Regions from separate parts of the Mus musculus genome. Here all the other regions are linked to region 1. The links are chromatin contacts, called in public HiChIP or PLAC-seq maps. All regions are on one chromosome and are shown on one strand. The core of a region is the stretch at or near the end of the contact, and the rest is flanking DNA. Distances in the headings are between cores, read along the strand shown. Region 1 holds the start of Fut8 (fucosyltransferase 8). Region 2 has its middle 38 kb from the start of Gm24070. Region 3 overlaps Gm35488 (a long non-coding RNA gene).

Evidence for each region. HiChIP or PLAC-seq counts read pairs in DNA pulled down with a chosen protein or histone mark.
Region 2: a contact with region 1 is called in an H3K4me3 HiChIP or PLAC-seq map of neural tube, with 5 times the contacts expected there. The contact joins the enhancer-like site here to the promoter of Fut8 in region 1. A contact is called at or near these places in 4 of 39 promoter capture datasets (the 3T3-L1 cell line, cranial neural crest, frontonasal cranial neural crest and 1 more) and 12 of 115 datasets of contacts at active chromatin or transcription factors (astrocytes, differentiating embryonic stem cells, embryonic forebrain and 9 more).
Region 3: a contact with region 1 is called in an H3K27ac HiChIP or PLAC-seq map of SST interneurons, with 5 times the contacts expected there. The contact joins the enhancer-like site here to the promoter of Fut8 in region 1. A contact is called at or near these places in 13 of 39 promoter capture datasets (the 3T3-L1 cell line, the C10 cell line, the HPC-7 cell line and 8 more), 2 of 15 datasets of contacts at CTCF or cohesin (large pre-B cells and pro-B cells), 3 of 484 Hi-C or Micro-C datasets (the HPC-7 cell line, cerebral cortex and granulosa cells), 15 of 115 datasets of contacts at active chromatin or transcription factors (SST interneurons, craniofacial prominence, differentiating embryonic stem cells and 11 more) and 2 of 9 other capture datasets (adipose tissue and embryonic stem cells).

Annotation. Positions count from the first base shown.
Region 1 is chr12:77,236,762-77,239,616 of GRCm38.p6, reverse strand. Fut8 (fucosyltransferase 8) reads right to left here and starts at 1,513. Exons shown (of 12, transcript NM_016893.5): 1 at 1,418-1,513. It overlaps 9530018F02Rik (a long non-coding RNA gene), which reads left to right and starts at 391. Exons shown (of 1, transcript XR_003950200.1): 1 at 391-2,855.
Region 2 is chr12:77,851,354-77,854,208 of GRCm38.p6, reverse strand. No RefSeq gene overlaps it. Among named protein-coding and RNA genes, the nearest start is that of Gm24070, 38 kb to the right of the region's middle. Within about 2 kb of position 1,383, at least 38 of the 459 cell types and tissues checked have an H3K27ac peak or open chromatin away from gene starts, as enhancers often do. A contact at or near this core is called in neural progenitor cells and neural tube, where this site is marked.
Region 3 is chr12:77,806,392-77,809,246 of GRCm38.p6, reverse strand. All of the region lies in intron 1 of Gm35488 (a long non-coding RNA gene), which reads left to right. Among named protein-coding and RNA genes, the nearest start is that of Gm35488, 5.0 kb to the left of the region's middle. Within about 2 kb of position 1,361, at least 7 of the 459 cell types and tissues checked have an H3K27ac peak or open chromatin away from gene starts, as enhancers often do. A contact at or near this core is called in SST interneurons, where this site is marked.

The DNA.
Region 1 (2,855 bases), core at 264-2,763:
AGCAAAGGAACCCACCTTCCCACGGTCTGACCGTGGGGACCCGGCTGCGGGGGCAAGGAGCGGCAGATGCAGAGATTCGCTGAGGGACACCTCCCACCCCGCCCCCATCCCATAGGTCCTGGGATGCCCGACGCCGCGGCGCCCCTCACCCAAGGGGCCAAGGCTACGCCGGGGTGTCCCGGAGGCTCCCTCCCCACTTTTCCCGGGGCCGCTGGCTGAGCAACGGCTGCAGCAGTTGCAGCAACAGGCCCGGTATCGGCGGGAGGACGAAGGAGCGCCCCGAGCCCAGGCTCCACAGAGCCCGCGCCCGCCCCGTCCTGGAGTCCGCGGCGCGCGGGGCCCGGCTCCCTAACGCCCCCTTACCCGAGGCGGGAGCGAGGCGGTCGGCGCCGTCCCCCGTCGCCGCCGCCGCTGCCTCCAGCTGCAGCTGGCCGCGGCGGGAGAGTGGGAGGGGTGCTGGGGTGGAGGATGCTACTCCCGACTGAAGGGAGAGGAAGAAACGGAAACAGGAACCGCGGCCGCCGCTTAACGGAGCCTTCGGCGCCACTGACTGAGGGAAAGCGCAAGGCGGCGCGAGCCAGGCAGCGGCTGACAGCGCGAGACCGAGCGCGAGCCGGGTCCAGGACGCGCGACCCCGAGCAGCGCCGGCCCCATTCCGTGAGGAAAGGGAGGGACGGGTTGGCTGGGAGCCGGGGAGGGGGCGGCGGGGGCCTGGAGCCCAGAGAACCCGGCCACTCGGGTCGGCCCGAGACCACGCGCGCACGCGCCGGAGTGGCTCCGACCGGGAGCGCAGGCGGGGAAGCCGCCGGCCGGCGCGAGCGAGGGAGCGAGCGAGCGAGCGTGCGCGCGCGGAGAGGGGCGCGCGCCCCTCGGCGTCCCAGCCTGCTGGGGGAGGGCGCGCATGCGCCGGCCGCGGCCTCCTCCAGCGACCCTGGCATGTGCACAGGCTCCGCCCCGTCCCCTTCCTCTCTGTGCGGGTGGACAGCGGAGCTGCAGCATCCACCGGGCCACGGCGGGACCCGAGTTCCAGCCGGACAGCGGCCGCGCGCGGGCTCCGGCTTTGGTCTCTACAGGCGAAGGCCGCCTGAGGGTCGGAGGCTGAGGGGAGCAGCGCTCCCCACGCCCTGGCCGGCCTGGCCCACCACCCAGAGGCGCACCCCGCTGGGGCTCAATAGGGCTCTGTACTAGTTTCGGGGTACTCTCTGCTGCTCATCCGCTGAGGCACCAGCACACAGTGCCACCTCGGCTCCGGGCGGTCCGGCTACCCTGCGGGCTCTGTCTTCATCTGAAGAGAAAGAACCCCGCAGAGCCCGAGTTCGAAGCCCGGCCGTTCGCAGCCGCTGCTGCCTCAGCCCTTCGGAGGCGGAAGTTTATTGAGTACAGGAGAGGAGAGGCTTTTCCCTAGGATGCTTCCTACCCGCTCGCACTCGGGGATCCTGACGCCCGCGATGCTGAGCCGAGTGCCGAAGGGCTACCTCCGACAGACCGTCCGGGAGGGCGAGCTGGGCGGGAGGACCCAGCCGCGCAGCCAGGGCACACAAAGTAGTCGCGGGCCGAAGGGGTGCTGCCGGGGCCAATCAGAGCGGGAAAACCAGTGAGTGGAGTGCGAACTGGCCAATCAGAGGGCCGGAAGATGAGCTTCCCGTGCCGAACTCTTCCCTGTAGCCTGGGGACCAGATCCCAAGCCTGAGGACTCAGCCGGGTGACTGAGTAGAAAAGCTGCCCTCAAGACAATTATTCCTCCCAGCACAGATAAATACTAGTAAATACTTTGGAAACGTATCTCTGAGTAAACAGGGCCACCCTTTTATATGCTAGTAATCAAAAAAACACAGAAAAGACATTAAAGAGGTCGTAGCCTGCCAAGAATGCAACCTACCTAATAACTCTCATAAATTCCCAATGTTTATTCTATATCAGGAACTGTGTTTCTAAAATGCAAAGGACAGTGCTTTTTAAAAAGGAAAAAAAAAAAAATGCCTGTGCCTTCAGGAGCTCCGCACCCTGAGAAGCTTTTCCGGACCTGTGACTGGGTTAATGTCTCTTCGAAATAAAGCTCTCTGAGAAAACACCGTGGCTTATTGAAGGTCACACAAAACTCTGGTGAAGTCAGAATTATGATCTAGCCAAAAAGCTTGGGTGTCATCATTCAACAAATCTGTAGTCATTTATTAAATGCGTAGATAACTTCCGTGAGACTCTCAGTTCTCTGTTGCAAATAAGCAAAATTTAGGCTTATACTGTACTTAGATGGATTAAGGGCTAAAATTTCAACAGTCAAAACCCTGAATTATTTTTCCTTTTGTGTGAGTATGTGCATGCTAAGGGTGTGTTTTCTCCTGGGCTACACCCACAGCCTGGAACATTTTTAGGAGTCAGAGGTAAAATGTTTACTTTGAGGCTTCAGCACAGCATTTAAAAAGCACTTTAACAAGGATGTATGGCTTGAATGTATTCAAGGGAAAAAGAGGAACCATTTCTAGTTAATTAACACACGCTACCATTTGCAGTACTTGAAGATCTCTACATTCAAAGTTTTATGTGTGCCTCGAACTCTCTGCTCCTTTAATCTGGCTTTAATTATCTCCTAGGAAATATTAAAACTATAGGAATCAAAGCATCCCACCTACTTTCTATTTAAGAAAAAGCCACTAGAAATATTTGTGAAGAACTTAGTACATCTTTATAGAACAGCATAGTATATAAGAAAGCGCCAAACTGATGACTCTGAAATACAGTGAGAAAGTAGTTCTTCAGCAGTTCAGGTCTCTGCTCAGTGTCACAGTACGCTGCTCTCAAAGATCCTTCAGGCCATGCTCAGGATATAGTTACCATCCCAGAATTAGAAGTATCAG
Region 2 (2,855 bases), core at 134-2,633, 610 kb before region 1:
CTCCTTCTTTTCTTTCAGCCTCCAAGTAGCAGGACCACAGAGAGTACTTTGTTGCAAGGTGTAACCACGAGTCCATGAATTAGTTTTCTATTATTAGACATACAGATGGCTTTGTTGTTGTTTTCTTCTGTTTATACTATAAATACAATGGGCAGATTTTGTTTACCTATATTGTTATCTTTCCCACTGCTGGTTTTCATAAGGCAGATTCTAAGAAGTGGAGTTTCTGAGTCAAAGAACTATGTTTGTAGGTTCTTTTAGGGAGGCTATAAAATAGCCAAGCTTCTAGGTGCAGGGCTTGCCTCTTGGACAGAGAGGATTGCAAACAGCATAGAGATGCCTCACTGGGAGGATGGATTGGGGTTCCCATCCACCTTTCATTTCCCTGGCTCGCATTTCTTCCTGCAAGTGAAATCTCCCAGAAAGAGATGGGAATTCTTTCTCCTTTGCCGCAATGCTTGACCAGGCTGTGCAGGCACCTAGGTTGGAGAGTTGGAGCAACACAGCCAAATGGGATTCATCTTTCCGTTTTGCCTGCCTATGTAAGTGTCTTCTTGTAGTTTGTACATGGGTACTATAGACACTAGCTGGCTTAATTTTAAACACTGACAGGCTAATAAGCAAATATTGGTCTCTTGTTCAGATTAACTCTGGGTGTCTTTCTCAGAGACTTGGATTGCTCAAAGCTTCCCTGACAACAGCCCCCACCATTGTTCTGCATCTTTTTTATCAAAATGCCTTCCAGTAGTTTCTCTATTCTGCAAAGGTTGCTCTCTCAGTCGGAGCTGTCACTACAGCCAGATATTAGCCACACGTCTTAGCAGCACCACTCTGACTCCACCACCCACTTGGGCAGAGTCAATTATGCTGTAAAGCTAGTACACCTTTTGCTTCTGGCCCTTTCTAATACCCAAGATCTAACTTTGATAGTAATAATTTTTTTTAAGGACGGTCACTCAAATTATATAACCCTTAGACTTCTTTGTAAAACACTGAATTGTCCTTTTGGAGGAACCGCCCCTCTCAATGCCCCTCCACCCCCAGTCCTGTATTCTACTGAGTTTCTGGTAGAACAGAGGCTTTTGGAAGTTACCAATATGAGAAATAGAGTTTAAAAAATATTTTCTTCATGCCAGTCAGGCGTCTTAGTACCTACTTTTTACATTCTTCATTTTTTTTTAACCTCAAAAATAATCTGTGTCTACCAAAGTTATAAATAGAAGTATGTATATAATTTTAAAGCATGTGTTTATAACTTGGGGCTCCTTTGTTCCCCGACTGCCAGCTTGATTCTAGCAATCCGGAGTCTCACATTCCTATTCATCTACATCATCCTCTTGCCAGGATCCTCAGTCCCTCCCTGGTTAACAAAGCCGTCAATACCTTCTGATTACATTCCTGCTGACTTTCAGTCTCTTGGCAACCACAGATACCCCCGGGGTTACTTAAATACATGCACATTGCTGAACTGATTTTTTTCTGAGACATCTGTTCACATTTCAGTGGTGCTAAAGGCTCTAACTCTGCTTTGTAACTATAACCAGGGAGAGATGTTGATTCTAAAGGTGTTTTAATCAAACTGTCTAGTGTTATATCCTGTCTTTACCTCTCTCCAGTTTGAATAAATTCCTTGGACTTTCCAATGGTCCTATTTGCAAAATAAGGCTAATATCAATGCTTAGCTCACTGAGTTTCCTTAAAATGTAATGACAAAACATATAACATATTTAGAGCTGGACTTTTCACTTATATAGTTATTCTTAGTAATTATACAATAGTTTTGAAGGAGAAAATAGACCTCGAACTTAGGATAAGGTCTGTTTTATTGTTTCCACATTTCTGATACTAAGTACAGCGCCTGGCATTAGATGCTCAATGGCTATTGGTGCTTAACTGAGTGAAAAAATGAAGTGCATATCTCTAGAACTTCTTGCCTCTGAGTTCAAGGGCCCCAAAGAAATTGAGGTTTGGCTCAAGAGATGGAAGCAGCAGATGGCGGATGCAGTGTTTTATGATTTAATCAGGGATTATCATGAAAATGTTCAAGTAGAGAAAATCAATAACTAAGGGTTTGCTTCAGGGAATTTAGCTGTTTCCAGCAGACCCAGAAAACAACTACTGATCTGTCCATGGTGTCACGTCAACTGGCCCAATCATGTACTGAAGCCAGCTAGTAGGGGAAGGCAGGAAGAAGTAGGGGAAGAGGGAGTAATTGTCCAGGGTGATGCTATTGAGAGGTATTAGCAGTGGAGGACCTGTCTGGAACAGGGTTTCTAAACCTTGAACCCACAGACCCTGGTCTATAGATTCTAGTGGCTGGAGATAGGAGCCCCCTTAAAAATACATTAAAAATAGGGAGGGTTATCTAATTGTATATTTGTATTTATATCATTCTGACGATCTTGGTATTTTACAATTCTCAAAATGTTCCAAGATCCTCAAAGGATTGAGATGAGATAGAGGAAGATGGTGGAGGAGTCAGAGTGACAGCTATGATGGATATGGAAAGGGAAGCAATGGCAATGTGAGCATCCTGTGTTCTGCCTCTGAGACCGGAGGAACACACACTCAGCCATCTCTCCAGTGTTACACTTTGGATGCTCAGCAAGCATTAGCAAATCCTTTCTTCTCATATTGTCAACTTGCTGTTCCCCTTTTTCAGGGGCTCTTTCCAGGGCAGGAGGTGAGCTCTAAGGAGACACACACACACACACACACACACACACACACACACACACACACATCACAGGACAGGCACCTGGACAGTGTGGAAACCACACACCCTTTTCCTTTTCTTTAGTGGTTTCACACAGGAGAGCTGGAAGGAAGAGTTCCTGAGTAAAGACGTGGAATTT
Region 3 (2,855 bases), core at 112-2,611, 570 kb before region 1:
CTTTTTTCCTGGGTGTTTGGCATGGCTCATTTGTTTGAGGGTGAAGATGCAGCTGCTACTCCAGAAAGTCAGAGCAAGGGAAAATTGAAGAGGGAAGATAACAGGGCTAAAACTATGCACATCAGAGCTTTCCCATCTGGGTTCAAACCCCACCTCAGGCATTCGCTCTCTGCATATCCTTAATTCTGAATTCTGAATGCTACAGTGGCAGACTCTGGTTCATTTTGCATGAGGATCAGGTGGACCTGCTAGAGAAATGATCCCAAATATTTTGAGAACTCGTAGTAAAGCCTGGGAGTTCAGAGCATGCATTGGTATTCACTTAATGTCTTTGAGTTACTCACCTACTAAATGAATGCAGTGATAGCCCATTGGTTCATTGTGGAGATTAAACAATATAATATACATTTAAAAGCATAAATGGTCTAACTTTTATTACTATGGCCTAATAAAATGTTTTACTTACTGGTTCTTCCATGGTTGGCAGAAGCAAATAGTACAAGCAAAGTGTCTGGTGTGCATTCGGAAAGATGAGCTATGGTAATCGTGCCCTTTAGAACTGAGCTCTAAAGCGTGCACATAAAACTGCACCCCTCCGAATGCTTTGAGTTGGCTTTGGTGTCTGAGTCATGTAAGCTTTTGTTGTGGCAAAGCCCCTCTGAGCTCCTCCCTGTGATAATGTTTCCTTAGCAGACCAGAGAGTCTGATGAGGCTCCTGTTGGAAGGTCTGTTTCTGTTCTTTGGAGTCTGTACAGCAAACAGTCCCTGCTTTGTTCATTTGGAGCATCTTTGGCATAAATGTGGATGCCTTGCTCAAGGCCTTCCTCGTATTCCAGATGGGAAGCAGTGCCTACAGAAACCAGCAGTATGTCTGGCCTGGACAGCTGCTGCAAAGTGGGACTATTGAATAGCTAGCTAGAAATTTTGTGAAGAGCCTCAGGGACTCTTTCTCTACACCCCTCTCTCTGTCCCCTTTCTCCTCTCCCCCTTCCTCCCTCCATCTTTCTATTTCACTTCCTGATTATTCAACCCACAGAAGGCGCAAGCCCCAGCCTTCAAGGTTAGCTGGTCCTGTCAGGAGTCTTCTGGATCATATAGAAGCCAAGGCTTTGTAACCTCCGCTCCTGGATTTCAGTACTTCCCTCCAGGGATGTTATAAGATGTAGCTCAGCATTGCCAAGAAAGTTTGTTACGATAAGAAAGAGCAGCTGGTACCTCCAGGACCATTGTTTTAGAAACTCATAACAACAAGCGCCTTGATTTTAATATTCTTTTATAGAGGGGATTGGAGAAGACATTTACAGCTGGCAAATGCTTTCAACTATAACGGGGTGCATGCTCACCAAGGAACACTGCAGAAACCAAGGAGGGTGCTAAGTATAACCGGAAGCCTTGTGATTGCTTCAGAGAGCAAAGAGATGTTGCCTTAGGAGAGGAAAGCGTCCAAATAGCTTATTTTAAGAGCATATTTGGGGTAATAAGATTATTTTTATGAATGCACAAATCTTGTATAGTACGTGCTCTTCCCTCTAGCCTATGGATAAAACCTAAAGCAAACAGAACCTGCGTGTGCAGGGGCCAGGTCCAAAAATACCTCTTGTGGTGCTTTTTTAGCTCCAGCTGACGTTTTTGCAGGGCTGCTTTCAAGCCGTAGTAGTCTCCTTGGTTGCAAATGGGCATGTAAGTCTCGGTGTGCAGTGTGAATGAAGGACCTGATCTCAAGCTTTGAGCTTTGCAGCTTTACCACAGTCCCTCCACTTATGGGAAACCACTGGGTAGGGGCTACCAAATAGCTGACAGCATGGAAGAAGAATCCAGGCTGGATATGCTGGTTTGTGACTGTGACGACAGACAGGCCTTAGAGGACTGAAGCAGGAGGGTTGCTGAGAGTTCCGGGCCAGCCTCGGTTACAGAGTGAGACTCTGCCTCGAAAGATTAACGACATTCCGAAATAAAGGAAGAGCAAACCTCCAACACTGTTATTAAAAAACCTGGCGCGATAAAGCAAATGAATCCATTGCATTGAATATAGCCCCCCAAAAGGCATGAACCTAAGGGGCATCTTGAGTTAAATAGATGGAACTTGTACAATTTAACATGTAATGTGTGATTTTTTTTAGAGATAAGATCCAGCTAGAATTGCTTCAAGGAAGCATTTAAATGCTCAGTGGATGGTCCAAGAAGGCTCCCCGGAGTGGCTCCTCATGAGATTGTCTTTGTGTGCAGAACAGCACCTGGCTCCACAGCATGGAGGAACAAACGTTCTCCAGACTCATAAAGCACTGCTTTAGAAACACATTTCCAAAGGATTTTTGTATTGAGAGACCCTGCATTGCAATAGACGGAGCCTCGTGCTCACCCCTTTGGATCCCTTCCTGCCCAGTCTTCCCTGGAAACCATGAGGTCCTGGTGAACTTACAGTAAGAGTGAGGATTGTCTGGTCTCCTGGGAATACAGTGAGAAGCCAGAAGAATTGTCCCAGATCCACTGAAAGGGACCCTCCTAATTAGATACACTTATAAAACCCTGGCTTGGGTTCTCTGTCTCCTGTCTCTGGGTTCTTTGCAGAGCAGAGGTTCTCAACCTGTTGTTCTTGATCCCCTTGGGAATCAAACAGCCCTTTTACAGGGGTCACCTAACACCCTTGCATATCAGACAGTTACATTACAGTTCATAACAGTAGCCAAATTATAGTTGTGAAGTAACAATGAAAATCATTTTATGGTTGGGGGTTGCTACATGGGATGTATTAAAGTGTCACAACATTAGGAAGGTTAGAACCACTGCTAGTTGCATGCTGTCCCCTGAGGTCCATTGTCTGGCCACCACTCTCAGCCTCCAACAGACCCACAGAA